2 separate regions of the Oryctolagus cuniculus genome follow, and region 2 is linked to region 1. The links are chromatin contacts, called in public Micro-C maps. All regions are on one chromosome and are shown on one strand. Each heading gives the region's core, a stretch centred on a gene start, on an enhancer-like site or on the middle of the called end of the contact. The rest is flanking DNA. Distances are from core to core; before and after follow the strand shown.

Region 1 (7,304 bases), core at 2,747-5,246:
GGAAATTTATATTCATTAAATAAAAGTTTAAAAAAAAAACTTGTATATAAAGATAATTGAAAATGAATCGATGAAGAATGGGGTGGGAGAGGGAGTGGAAGATGGGATGGTTGCGGGTGGGAGGGAGGTTATGGGGGGAAAAGCTGCTATAATACAAAAGCTGTACTTTCGAAATTTATATTTATTAAATAAAAGTTTAAAAAAAACTTAAAAGGAGCTAGAAAGAAGAGACATATAAAGTATGTGGTTCCTCATTAGAAACAATGCAAAGCCAGAGACGGTGCGGCAGCGTCTTTAAATACTGAAAGGAAAAAACAGTCTGGCTAGAATTCTACATCCAAAAACCACTTCAAAGCAATGACTAAATAAAAATTTTCAGGGATTAAATTTAAAATATCTGTTTCTTAAAGAACTACCCCCAACACACACACACACACACACACACACACACACACACAGAGAGAGAGAGAATACAGGAAGTGCTTGTAACACATATCCAAAAGAGACTGATCTCCAGAATTTATAAATACTGGAATACGTCAGTGAGGCAAATAGTGTGAAGACCTAACAGGTGCTTTACAATAGACGAGATCAAATGGAGAATAATTAAATACAAGGCATGAAAATCTTCTTAGTCGCCAGAGAATTGTAGATGAGAACTGCATCATTAAGCACCTGTATTATTGGGCAAGAAACCAGCAGTCAGTACCTTCACACATCTTATAAAAAGGAGTGAGAGAGAGACTATTTCTTAGTAGCTTCCTGGTCAATAAAATAGATTCTCATTTTTCTGCCTGCTGTGGTGATAACAATGTACTGATTGAGGTATCTTATACAAAAAGCCCTACAAACTTGGTTATCTGTTAACGAGTTGTCAGAAGTCCCAAATTAGAATTGATGAATTAAAACATTGAAAAATTATATTAACTTTTGTTAATAATATCAGCAAGCAAGAAACTAGGACCTCAAAAGGAACAGCTTTAATCTCATAATCAAATTGGAAAGAATATTTATAGAAATTCTTTTGTATTTTTCCAGCTAATTAATTTAATGAGAAACGGAAATTGTGGTTAAACTATGAGTGCACCTTAACCGAGATCACTGTTTTTATGTATGAGAGGGTGAAAATAGAGAAAATGCTCCTTTAGGGTAATAATTATGTATTATTCATCATTGTGTTCTTTGTTGTGCTATAGTGAATTCTTATAACATAGAAAATTGTTCACAAATGTGTGTTGTGTAGAATTTGATGTGCTAAGATGCTTTCAGCTACCTGTAGAAAGGGCAGGACTAAACCCCTGTTAGAGTTACATTAGGATTACAATGAGGTTCCTTGCTTTGTTCCTTTGTCATCTGGTGTGTTTTGCAACATTGATCAACCTGTATAACTGAATGATAGCTCTTGCAATCCAAAGAAACAAAGCTGTAATTAAAGTGTAGCATGCGCTGGGGCCAGTGCTGTGGCATAGTGGGTTAAGCTGCAGCCTACAATGCTAGCATCCCTTATGGGCACCGGTTTGAATTCTGGTTGCTCCACTTTCAACCCAGATTCCTGCTAATGCACCTGGGAAAGCAGTATGGCCCAAGTGCTAGGGGCTCTGATACCTACTTGGGAAATTGGATGAAGTTCCTGGATCCTGCTCTGTCAGCCTAGCCCAGTTCCCACTGTTGTGGTCACTTGGGGAGAGAACGAGTGGATGGGAGATCTCTCTTTCTCTCTCCCTCTCTCTGTCTCTGCTTCTGTCTCTGTAACATTGCCTTTCAAGTAAATAAATCTTTAAAAAAAATCCTAGCATGTGTCCGTTTACCTTAGGCTCACTTTATAAAACCCAAGGAAGTACAACACTATTCAAGAAGACAAAAAATCAGTGAGCTAGTTTAAAAGGTTGCGAGCTTTTCAGTACAACCACTTACTAAATGCTAACTGAGAAGACGGGAAGAAGGTGGCCAAATTCATTTCTAGAGTTTTTCAAAGAGGACATGAAAATAGGCTAATGACAGGGGATTCAAACTCAGTAAACACTTATTGAGCATCTGCTTGTGACACTGTACAAGTTACAGTCTTGGTTTGATCCTTACTGCAACAAGAGTGCAACTGCCCTAAGTTAGAAAAGTTGAATTAGAACATTGAGTCAAGTCTACAAAATTAAAGAGGGAACAAGTTATGCAGGCAAACAGGAATGTTTAGAATTCCCCACTGATTGCCCCAGTAGCTGTTAGCAATGTTACAGCCAGGATGGATGGAATATCCAACCTATCCAACCTCTCCATGTGACTCTAATTTTATGCTCCTCAGAATTTAACTCAATGGTCTTCATACCTTAGGGTTTGTAAGATCCACACGACTGGGTTCCATAAACAAACCCATGCTTAATATGGATAATTTAAGGAGTTTTCAAGGGTAATTTTGGCTACACGCAATGTTTAGCTTTCCTGTTCACTCTGGGTGTCACCTGACTCAGAGATGCGATTCCACTGAGTAGGGCGCCAGGACAGGCAGCTGGGCTGGATTTTAGTTCGAGTCAGGATCTGGGGTTGAATAGCCTTCAGGTGGGAAAGCTGCCCACTCCTAAAACTAGCTTACCATTTTCATCAAAACTGGCCTCCAAACCACCTGCAGGGAGTGGTGTCGATTCATACAAATAACTGTTTTCAGAGCTGGGCTTATAATTGCTTAACTTGGCTTCAAGCACTGGTGTCAGCCCCGATCAGGGAGATCATTTTCCCTCAGTAAATAAGGTAGAAGTAGACCAGGTGGTGATGCAGTCCTGAGGCCTCAATGTTGTCTTGAAGGCAGAGTACTTCAGTAATGGCTCTCTCAGGCAGGTCCTCTGCAGGTGGGGGGAATAAACTCCCACACCTGCTTGAGCCCCTGCCGACCTGAGCTACCGCTCTGGTGACGCTAGACCTTTGCACACTGTAGCCCTCTGCATGGCCAACTCCTCACCAGCCCTCAAGTGCCACCGGGCTCCCTCCTCTGAGCAGGCGAGTCCTCTGTGCGGTGGGTCCGGGAGCCCTGATCCTGCAGGTGGAGGGAAGGGCTGCTCCTGGGTGTTCCACCAGCCCTGGGGCTTCCACTTGTGGCGTGGGCTCACCTTTCAGTCATCAGTCCCCACGAAAGACTGCAAGGCAAAGTTAAATGAAGCTTACTTCGTTTCTACACTTCATTCTGCATTTGGATGGGAAATGTACATTTTTGGAATAATTTTGATTTAAAGTAATTTTAAGAGGACATGGGCTCATCAAGGAGGACTTTTTATAATGATAAATGAAGACCTAGCTTTCTTGGAACATTTATAGTATACTAGCTTATGCATTAATTAGGTGATAATTAAATTTTGGTGTAGTCTGAAACTCAATACACACCTTGTTAAACCCTGATAATTACAAATTATAATAATCGTAAATATGGAGATTAATAGTTAATGATAGGCCGGTGCCGTGGCTCACTAGGCTAATCCTCCGCCTTGCGGCGCCAGCACACCGGGTTCTAGTCCCGGTTGGGGCGCCGGATTCTGTCCCGGTTGCCCCTCTTCCAGGCCAGCTCTCTGCTATGGCCAGGGAGTGCAGTGGAGGATGGCCCAAGTGCTTGGGCCCTGCACCCGCATGGGAGACCAGGAGAAGCACCTGGCTCCTGGCTTCGGATCAGCGTGATGTGCTGGTGCCGGCCGCGGCGGCCATTGGAGGGTGAACCAACGGCAAAGGAAGACCTTTCTATCTGTCTCTCTCTCACTGTCCACTCTGCCTGTCAAAAAAAATAGTTAATGATAAAGAACCTATTCAGTAATAATCAAGAAAAATTTTAAAGTGCAAATTCAGTTCTAAGGGAAGTGGAACATGACTCGTTAGTTTCTTAAATAGACATACGGCAGAATGATCAAGTGGTAAAGAACACTTTGACCACAAGAGGGAGCTCTTCCCTTAAAAAATAGTTGGCGCAGCCCTGGTTTCAGCAAGCGGCACTGTGGATTTTTAATTCTGGCGTGGCGTTGTTTTTGGAGGCTTCTTCCACTACTAACAATGCCAGAGGGGTGGGTAAGCGACAGAAGTTGTAAATCAACCGGAATATATTAGAACTGGCCACGAATGCTCGAAAGGGTGACCTCTAATTATACTTATTTAAAGTTACGGATTTAATTTTCGGTTTTCTCCGAGATCATGAAGTATTTTTTTAACCTCCTTTCTTTGAAAAGCCGTGTTGTCTTCCAGAAACGAAAACTGAGAAATTATTTATTTTGGTTTCACTTATTCAAGGAAAAGGGGAGTTGGTGCCATAATTTTATCATTGTGTGGACAGGAAGAGTCCCGTTGGCCCCCGCAGTGTCACTTTGGTCAACTTCCCCTTAACCCCAGCCTCACTGCCACGTCTGGATCTGGGGTTTGCTGCTTCTCCCCTGGATTGTCCGACAGCTTCTTTACAGTCTCCCCAGTGACCGCACACCCCATCTAGTGTGTCTGAGATGTAATGTACTTTATACATCACTTCCGGGATAATTTCCATGGAATATATTTGTTCACCACATCACCTTTCACTTTTTCAGTAGCTGGCTGTTTCTGCAAAACAAATCTGCGGGCTGCAACTCAGCATTGCAGACCCAGGTCAACACCACCTCCTGCTGAAGCCCCTGACTCTGGGCTGGGCTGGAATAATTCGCATCTCTCTCCCTCTCCCTCTCCCTCTCCCTCTCCCTCTCCCTCTCCCTCTCCCTCTCCCTCTCCTTTTCCCTCTCCCTCTCTGACCTGTGGCATGTTTCCTGTCTGTGTTATTTTCTAGTTGTTTGTGAGCACATCTCATATTACCTCCAAGACCAACTTCCTCAAAGGCGTGAATCCTGGCTCAGAAGCCAGACAGAAAGCTTGGCCTCAGCAGGTCCATGGGAATGAAGGCCTGCTTAAGAAAGCCAGACTTTCTGGGGGCAGAATTGAAAGAACTGGGTGTTCTGGCTGCATCACAGGCTGCCTCAAAACTCAGCTTATTAACAGCCTGGGAAAGCAGCAGAAGATGGCCTACGTGCTTGAGCCCCTGCTACCCATGTGGGAGACCTGGAAGAAACTCCTGGCTCCTGGCTTCAGCCTGATTCAGCCCTGGCCATTGTACCCACTTGGGGAGTGAACCAGCAGATGGAAGATCTCTCTGTCTCTCCCTCTCTCTCTATAACTCTGACTTTAAGATAAATAAATAAATCCTTAAAAAACTTTATTATCTCTAATATATAATATATTCATATAATATTATATTATGTATTAAATATTACGTTATTAACTATGAACTTATTAGTATTTATCAAGATTCTGGGAGTTGAGTACACTTAGGTGAGTGCCTGCCTCTTACCAACAGTGATCACAGCCTGGTGAGGCCTGGGCAGAAGCAATCTGGATGCTCCACCAGGCTGAGTGTCCACGGTGGCTTCCTTTATATATAAAAAAATGGGAACCTTTATTTTATTTATTTGGAAGGCAGAGTTACAGAGAGAAAGAGAGAGAGAGAGAGAATGAATTTCAATTTGCTGGTTCACTCCCCAAGAGCCAGGGCTGGGCCAGGCTGAAGCTAGGCGCCATAACTCCATCCGGGTCTCCCACTTGGGTGACAAGGGCCCAAGGACTTGGACCATCTTCTGTTGCTTTCCCAGGCACATTAGCAGGAAACTGGATTGGAAGTGGAGCAACTGATTCGAACCATCACTCATATGAGATGCTGGCTGTGCAGGCAGAGGCTTAACCTGCTGCTCCACAACACTCCCTCCTACCCCCCCCGCCCCTCCCCCATCGTAGTCTTCATTTCTCTGTCTGGTTCCCTGGGCTGAAGTGGCTGAAATCTCTGGTGGTTTGCTTAGCACGTTTCTCTCTTCCTCCATTTGGCTAACTTGGGCCTCCTCAGTGCGTGCTGGGCTTAGACTTCTAGCATGCGGCTGGCTTTCCACAGAATGAGCATTTCAGAAGAAACAGGTGGAAGGGTCGAGGCTTTTTCATGTGCTAACCTTGGAAATCCCACGGATTGCTTCTTTCAGGTGGTGCCCAGGACCGGAGAGGGAGAGGATCGCACAAGAGCCTGAATCCTGGGGGCTGAGGTTCCTCCCGAGGCCCTCTCTGCAGCTCAGCTTCCTTACCTGGTAGCATTTTCAGCAGAGGAAACACTCCAATCTGAGGTCTGGAAGGCAGAAACATAGACCAGTTAGAATTGGTAGTGGCCAGGGTAACGGAAGCTTCATTTCAAGACAAAAGCAATGGCGAATTGCTATTGGTTAGTACTCATATGTCCTCAAATCCTTTTACTCTCTTCTCTTGGGGAGGAGGGTCCATCTTCTTGACCCTGAAAGTGTACCGATTTTCTGACTTTTTTGTCTGATAGAGTATAGCAAATAATAATAATAATAATAATGCTATGTGACTGCCAACACACCATCAAAACAGATGAGTCAGGTTTTTTAAACAAAATTTAATATTAATTAATTTGAGAGACAGAGAGAACACGTGCATTTGCTGGTTCACTCCTCAAATGCCTGCAATGGGTGGGATAGCTGATACTGACGGCTGGGAACGCAGTCCAGGTCTCCCACTTGGGTGGCAGGAACCCAACTGCTTGAGCGCTATTTCTGCTGCCCTCCCCCCCACCCCCCCAGGGTGTGCATTAGCAGGAAGCTGGAGTCAGGAACTTGGGCCAAGCGTGGAACCCAGGTGTTCCGAACTGACACGGAGCGTCCTCACTGGCTTCTTAACTGCAAGGCGCAAGCCCCGCCCCCGCCCCCATGGTGCATTTCCTGTCTTGCTCTTTGGAATCTTTGTTCTTGAAAGCTTTGCTTTCTTTGCAGTCTGATTCCCTGGAGGCTGCCATGCTGTGAGGAAACCAAACTAGGAGACACATAGGGAGGTCCTGAGCTCACAGGAGAGACAGGTCACACCCAGCCGAGCCCTTCTCCACACCCTGACCCCCCGGGACACTGTTTTGGGGTGACTTTTCATGCGGTGATAGATCGCTGGAACAGGTGAGGACGGCGAAGAGCAACTTAGTGTTTACTGACTGCATGGTTTGCCTGCCTCTATCCTTTTGTCTTTTTGTTTCTAACAAAACAGACTCGTCACGATGCAGCCACCATTACCCACGTGCTCCCCTTGGCACACCTGCCAAGGCCCACCGTGCACGAGCTGCTCCCCCTGGCCCTGCTGCTGTGCCTCCTGCCATGGCTCCACCTCACCTCTGCCACATCTGAGTCACAGTTTCCAGAGCAGGAAACTCTTGCCAAGATTTACGATTTAGACTTCCTGCCTTTTCGTCTCCCTTTCAATATTAGCTTTCTTTTTGTTGG
Region 2 (7,304 bases), core at 2,202-4,701, 63 kb after region 1:
CGGCGGCTGAGGGCGCCTCGCAGGCGGCGGCGCTGGCCGCGGCCTCCTCGGCCTTCTCTTCGGCCTTGCTGGGCTCCTCCGCGGCCTTGGGCTCCTCGCTGGAGGACGGCTTCTCGGGCGCGACGGCGGCCTCCTCATGCTTGGCCTCCTGCGGCTCGCCACCTGCCGCCCCCTCCTCGCCGGCGGCCGCCTCCTCGCCTGGCGCCGCCGCCTGCTCCCCGGAGGCCGAGCTCGCGTCGGCGGCGGCCGCGGCCGCTCCCCCGGCGGCCTCGTCCTTGCTGCCCTCGGCGGAGGCGCCGGCTGCGCCCTCCACCTCACCGCCCTCTCCCGCCTCCTTCTTGTTCTTCTTGAAGGAGAAGCCGCTCAGCTTGAAAGACTTCTTGAAAGAAAAGCGCTTCTTTTTTTTTTTCGGGGTCTCGTTGCTGGGCGAGGGTGTGGCGCCGTCCTCGGCCTTGGGCGACGACGTCGAGGAGGCCGCCGACGCGGCCTCGCCTTCCGCGGCCGTGGGCGAGCCGGGCTCGGCTGCCTCGCCCTCCGCGGGGGGCTCCTTCTCCGCGGGGCTGGCCCCGGCCTCGGGGGTGGCGGCGGCCTGCTCATCCTTCTCGGCCGCGGCGGGGGACGCGGCCCCGCTCCCGGCGGCCGCGGGCTCCTCCTTGTCTGCGGCCGGCGCGCTGCCGTTGGCCTGCAGCTCCTCCTTGGCGCCAGATTCGGCGGCCGCGGGCGAAGCGTCGCCATTTACCTTCACGTGGCCATTCTCCTGCGAGGCAGAGAAAGCGGGAGCGTCACTGAAGCGTTCCCGCCCCACCAGTGGGCCCTGAGACACCGGCTTCCCCCGCACTTCTTTGGCCCCGGGGACCCTCCTCTTGCCATTATGGGGAGGGGTGGCCTTGGAGACCCAGACAGGAACCCCCCCCCCCAGATTTAGAAATGGGGCAGCGCTGTTTGGGGATCCCTACAGCACAGCAGTAGCTGTGACCGTTCTGTGAATGTCTCTCGGACTGCGAAGTGAAAAGCAAAGAGGAGTAACGATTCCAGTGTCTCTTCACAGGCTTTGGGGGGAAAGAAGCCAATTAATGATACACCGAACGCCCTGTGGAAGAACGCACTTCGGAGCTGGTGATCTGCACCTAGGACACTTATGCCCCTTTCACCGTAGAACTCCGAGAACTCCCAGGGGTATCCCAGCACTCCAAACAGAAGCGCCGCACTTCACTGCGCGCTCAAAAGCACTGCGCTCGCCCAAGGCCCGACACCCGCAGGGGGCGCTGCGCCTCCATCGCACCAAGCTGGGCGCAGGCGGCGAGGAGGGGCGGGGCCGCCGGGCCACCCCGCCCTGCCCAGCCAGGCCCTGCCCGCAGGCCAAGGCGCCCCCGAGCCCGGATCGCGCAGCCCAAGAGTCCGCAAACAAAGCTCAGGTGGCTTCCCGGCCTCCCAGTCGGGCTAAAACCAACAAGGCTGCGGGAAACCCATTATCTCTTAGGTCTGGCCTCAGCTTCCATGCCCACCTACAACCGTGATTCTGCGAAGACAGGCGCGTCCTGGCAGCTCATTTTGCATTTTTAACGGGTTTAAAGCCTCTTGGCAGAGCTGACTTCCCCCAGTAGGTTGGAGCAAACGAGGCAACTCGGCTTCTGCTCTAGGAAAAGAGGCGTGGTGGGTGCCCAGTGTTTGCGAAGCAGCCACCCATGGCCGACCTCTCGCGCCCACCCAACCGTGGCTATCTGCCTGGGTCCGAGCCGCGCCGGGCGGCCCTCCGCGGGTGGTCGAGGCGCCACGTACCAACAATCCCGACCGAAATGCAACAACTACCTCTTCGGGGCCATCTGGAACGATCCTTAGAGGACCTACCTACTGTTCTCACCCTCGGGATACCGTTTAAAAAGTCAAATGTGTGTGATTCCTCAGACAGCTCCGAATAGCATTTAGGAAAGTGGGAAAACCCCATCCAAAAAATACCGAAACCCTTAAGTCCAGTTCCACCAGCCTCCTTTCCAAGAACCCAGGCACACCGCCTCGGCATACAATAAGACAGCCCTACAACCCTTCCCTACTCGCCTTTATCCGCCGCCATCCCCACTGCGAACCCCCTCCCCTGCACACACACACACACACACACACACGCACTCACACCAGCTCACACATCGAGAAGGCGACCCAGGCTGGACAACAAACGCGAGAGCCACCCAAACACCCCCCGTGTCCTCAAACAAATGAACCTGGCTGTGGAGCGAGGGGGGACACCTAGCTAGTCACGTTCTGCCAGTCTCCAAACCACGCCATTTTAGACGATTTGTCACTCCTGTCCTCCCGTCTACTCAAGAATTAGCCAGGGTTCTCGGGACCCGCTCCGTAGGCGCGGGGTGGGGGTGGGGGTGGGGGGAGATTCTGCCTACGAAAAATAAAGCAATTTAGGCTAGCTTTAACATTCCACTTTCCCACTGGAATCCGGCCACACTCGAGCTCCACCGGCTGCGCCTCGGGCGCGACCGGGAGGCAAAGAGAAGCGTCGAGAGCACAGAAAGACACCCAAGAAATGACCAGAACCACAGGTAGAATTTACCTGCCCATTCGCTTTGGAAGGCGATGAGGCCACCCCCGCCTCCCCGGGCCTCTCCGCGGCGGCGTCTCCCTTCGCTGCGGTCTTGGAGAACTGGGCACCCATGCTGGCTTCTTCAACAAAGAAACTCAACAGATCCAAGAGGAGAAACAAAGGGCCTCGGGTTGGTGTAGCGACGGGGCGAGCAGCAGCAGCGGCGGCAACAGCAGCGGCGGCGGCAGCGGCACTCACACCGGAGGGAGGGGGGTGGGGGCGGTGAAGAGGACAGAGGAGAACCGATTAAATACACTCCGGATGAAAAAATTTTAGTCGAGGAGATCAAAAAGCAGCAGCGCAGGAGGGAGGGAAAAAGGTGGAAAAGTCGAGCACAAAAAAAGGAGCCCAAGTGTAGTTTTTTTTCCAAAAAAAAAAAAGTAATAAAAAAAATCCCAGATTTGTAGCCGCACTGTAGACAAGAGGAAAATGGAGAAATCTCCCTGGTTGCTAATAAGATGCGGGGTCCAACGCCCAAGTGCACAGATGAATGGGCTCGCGGGCGCTGACGCGGCCCCCGCGCGCGCCGGCCAATCCGCGCGCCGCACACAAAGCAGGGGGCGGGGCCTCCGCGCCCGGCGAACAATGGAGCCGCGCTTTGCAAACGGTTTGAAAATCAGCCCCGAACCGAGAATTAATGTCCTCCAAATAAATAAATCAATTAAAAATACATGCCTCTCGCCTCCCTCTGCTTTAAAATGATCCTACGTCCCTTGATTGGCTTGCTTTGTTTGGAATTAATTGGCGCGGGCGGGGGGCGCCTGCAGCCGGGGGGCGGAGAAAGCCTTAACTTGACTCTCGCTGACTCGGGCCGGTCTATATCCGCGTCCGTCGCCGAGCTCGCTCCCCTCCCCCGCCCTCCCCGTGTGTTTATGTGTGTGCGAGTGTTAAAGACAATAGTCGGGATGTGTGTCTTTGCAGCGTGTTTTCTTTCTGCCTGTGCCATCTGGGTTTCACAGATAGTGCGCAGGATTTTTTTTTTCCCTTTTCAACTGCTTGAATTGTTAACTTGTCCCACATTGAAAGGTATTCAGACCACGAAGATCGAATTTCATCAAACGAGATTCCGAGTTGGAATTAGGTCTGTAGGCCAGATGTGGGAAACGCAAAAGCGGCAAACACGTCTTCCCCTCTGTCTCCCACACGGACACGCAACACAGGATTTGGAGATCGGCCTTGGGCGCTCCTCAAATTCCTCCTTTAGCTGTTCCCAATCATTTTTTCCCCCAGAATACCCAGGGAGGACTGTGTACAGAAGATCGCCACATTTGATCACTGTCTGAGTTGCCACGGGTTCCCCGCACAGCCTCGAGTGCACGCATCCATATTTACAGTTGGAATGCTTCTCGCATCCATGTGGGTCGTTCGCAGCCCACTGCCAGAATCTGACGGGTTCTCTCTGGGAACGCGTTTGTTGGCGTGCACGCCAGCGAGCGTGCGCCCCCCACCACCGGTTCGCAGGTCTAAGACGACACTGCCTGCGTGCGGAGCGGCTGCGGGAAGACGCCCGGGCGCTCCAAGTCCAGCTCGGGTTACCAGGAAATCGCCTAGAATGGCACACAGGATGCCTCCATCTGCCACTGCACCCCGGCCCCGCCGAAGCACCAGGCGCTCTTTGTGTGTGAGACACAAGGCATTGATTTAAGGTATCCGAGAGAGGGAGGGAATTCAGGGTACAGACCAATAAGCATTCCTCTACCACCCACACTTTCGCTCGTGACAAAATCAGACCACCTTTTCTCGTTTACATGTGGTGATCACTGCCACGAATAAAAATCTTCCCCTGGTGGAAGCGAGAAGCCATCGAGGGAATGGCTCACTTCTCCCGGTCCTGGCTCTGAATTCTCAGCTTTATTTCCTGCTCATTGTAGGGAAATAGGTCACACTCTGAGTGGGAAAAGACAGTCGTGTCGGGCCAGTAACTCTTTGTCGAAGTGTCGTTTTGCAAACCACCAGGCTGCCCCTCGCCACTTGGCGCGCGAAGGTCCTCTCGCCGTCCAGTGCCCTCGGATGCGCTCGTCACTCACGCAGTCATTCTCCCCAGAGCAGATGGAGAAGCGCATCTCGCCAACAAACGTGTGACCGCCCTTAAGGCAGCCCGCTGGCCCGGCCCCAGACCCCGGCCGCCAGGACGGACGCCAATCCCCAGCAAAGCCAGCGGGGCCGATCCAGCACCACCGTCCACAAGATTCCTAAAACGGTCATTGCAGGCTGCTGAGTTCCCGCCACCCCCACCCCACCGCCCCGTCCCACACCCACTCCCAGCGTGCAGCAGGCCCCTTCCTCTGCAGCCCCCGCCTGTCGGAAACTGGGGGTGACTGCTCGGTCGCTTGCGGATTTTCTCCCAGACGCGTCCTTAGCCTTTCCATTGGGGGGCTGCTTTTTATTGCTCCTTTGTTACCCGGCTGCCGCGGAGCTCTCCCCCCTTTTCTTTCCCCCAATGCCTATTTGACTGGTATCGGCTCGTTTCCCGGGCAACGGCCGGGGACGATTCGGGGCTGGGGCGGGGGGAGGGGCGGGGCGGAGCCGGCGCGGGTCGGGGGCAGCTGCGGGTTGGGGTGGGGGGCGCGCAGGCGGCGGCGCGGCGCGGGGAGAGAGAGGGGCCGGGCGAGAGCGGGGAGCAGATGGCCGGCGAGGGGCGGGCCCGGGCGGGCGGGGCGCGCGCGGGAGCCAATCAGGTCCCGCGGCAGCTCGGGGGCGAGAAGACAAGTGTAAACACGTCGGCTCGGCGCCCCACCCGCGGTCCCCAGCTTCGGTTAGGAACGTTGATTTGCGTGTGATACGAAAGCGCCGGAACTGGCAGGGGAGGAGGTGCGGGCGCTGGGCCTGCCTCCCTCCAGCCTCCCCCACCGCTCCCCGCGTCAGGCCCACCCAGGGGTTGTATTCTGCCCCACGGCGCGCGAGGGGTGAGGAAGGAAGGGCTGGGAGATGAGCAAAGGCCGCTCTTGGGAAGCTACATCATCATAATGGCAGGGCAGGGGCGCCGAGCTGTGCAGCGCGGGAGTTCCTGAGGACTCTGGCGTCCTCACACGCAGAGTATAGGTTTCAAATGAAGCGCCGGAGGTGTTTGTACGCGATGAAAGAGCCCGGAGTGGGTCCTCGTGACAATGCAAGGCGGGTGTCTATAGCCAACTCACGTTTGTTCTTCATGGCGGAGAGGCAGAGCTCCCCTTTCTGCGGGGTCATTCCCCAAATGCCAGCCACGGAGCCAGGCGCTGGATTCGGATCTCTCATGTGGGTGGCAGGGATACAGCTACTTGAGCCACCACCATCACTGCCTGCGGGGACATTGGAATCGGAAGTGAAGCTGGGGCTGGAACCCAGGCACTCTTTGGGTTGTGGGGATCCCAAGTGGGGTCTAAACGCCTGAGCCAAATGGCAGCACCCCAAGAATTTATTTGTACTCACCTTTCACCATGCCCTAGGGTATATTTAAAAATATATATATTTGAAAGGTGGGATTATACAGAGAAGAAAGTGGGAGAGAGGGAAAGAGAGATAGATAATCAATCTTCCAAATGCTTGTTAACTGGCCACAAGGGCCAAGATTGGGCCTTACAGAAGCCAAGAGCCAGGGATTCATGAGGGACTCCCACGTGGGTGCAGGGCTCCGAACATTTGGGCCATCTTCTGCTGCCTTCCCAGGCATATTAGCAGTGAGCTAATACCTAAAGTGGAACAGCCTGGACCCAAACCAGACTGCAAATGGAATGCCAGTGTCACAGGTAGCTGCTCAACCTGCTAAACCATAGAGCTGGCCCCATAAGGTATTTCTAAGATGATGATAATCTGTGCATGGTTTTCTCTAGAGAAAGAATAATTTATCTAGGAGATTTCAGTTAAACTTTTTTCCATAAAATTTTGGAAAGAACTTTGTAGATCATTCCACAAAATCCTGAGGGCCTACTGTGTGCCGAGCACACTGATCAAGGGCTTGTCTTCATAGCAGTGAACATGACAAATGCAGTCGCTAACCTCAGGGAGAGTATATTTAGTTAGATTTACACTTCTAACTACAGTTAAGGTGAGCTGCACCATCTGGCTTTATCCTCTCACCAGAAGAAGAAATAGGCCCGAGGAAATTGCCAGGTTTTTCAAATGGTAGAACCCAAAATAGAGCTTGCTCCCTCATGATTCCAAGTTTTGGCTTCTTCCACCATGCAGGTGCTACCTAGGCTTTCCTTGATGGCACAGATTCACTCAGTAGGTGAGTTTTGCACTAGCAAAGTATTAATTTAGTCCCTGCTGCATACCAACAAGACAGGTTAGACAACAGTTTATGGTAGGGATGAACATGAGCTTGGGCTTGGGTTTTCCTCTCATGTAGCTTACATTTTGTATTATACTGTCTTAAAAGTTGTTGAGATCTAAAGAAGAAGGACAGAATTAACTGTCATATAGTTATCCATAGTTAACTAATCTGTGGTAAATAGCTAAATTATGTGCTGCAAAACCAGTAGCAAAAAATGAGGGCCACTTTCTAGAGTCCAAACTAAAATGCGTTCACCTGAGAGCATTCATGTACTGAGATTTATGAGAATGGGTTCCCATTGTCCAAGTGATGTTACTGTCCATCCTTCATCTCACTGTTGGTTTTTTTTAAATTTTATTTATTGAAAGAGTTACAGAGAGAGGTAGAGACACACAGAGAGAGGTCTTCCATCCACTGGTTCACTCCTCAGATGGCCGCAACGGCAGGAGCTGTGCCAATCTG

The links. A called contact is a pair of places that touch in the nucleus more often than the background predicts.
Region 2: a Micro-C map of ear pinna shows a contact between it and region 1, with 5 times the contacts expected there. The contact joins the promoter of MARCKS here to the enhancer-like site in region 1. A contact is called at or near these places in 3 of 6 Hi-C or Micro-C datasets (ear pinna, psoas muscle and an unstated tissue).

Annotation. Positions count from the first base shown.
Region 1 is chr5:57,502,040-57,509,343 of mOryCun1.1, forward strand. It overlaps LOC108177460 (a long non-coding RNA gene), which reads right to left. Exons shown (of 4, transcript XR_011388575.1): 3 at 5,979-6,148; 4 at 1-3,122. Among named protein-coding and RNA genes, the nearest start is that of MARCKS, 63 kb to the right of the region's middle. Within about 2 kb of position 3,997, at least 3 of the 8 cell types and tissues checked have an H3K27ac peak or open chromatin away from gene starts, as enhancers often do. A contact at or near this core is called in ear pinna, where this site is marked.
Region 2 is chr5:57,565,584-57,572,887 of mOryCun1.1, forward strand. MARCKS (myristoylated alanine rich protein kinase C substrate) reads right to left here and starts at 3,452. Exons shown (of 2, transcript XM_002714938.5): 1 at 2,561-3,452; 2 at 1-757. The coding sequence starts at 2,662. LOC127492986 (a long non-coding RNA gene) reads left to right here and starts at 3,568. Exons shown (of 3, transcript XR_007922863.2): 1 at 3,568-4,236.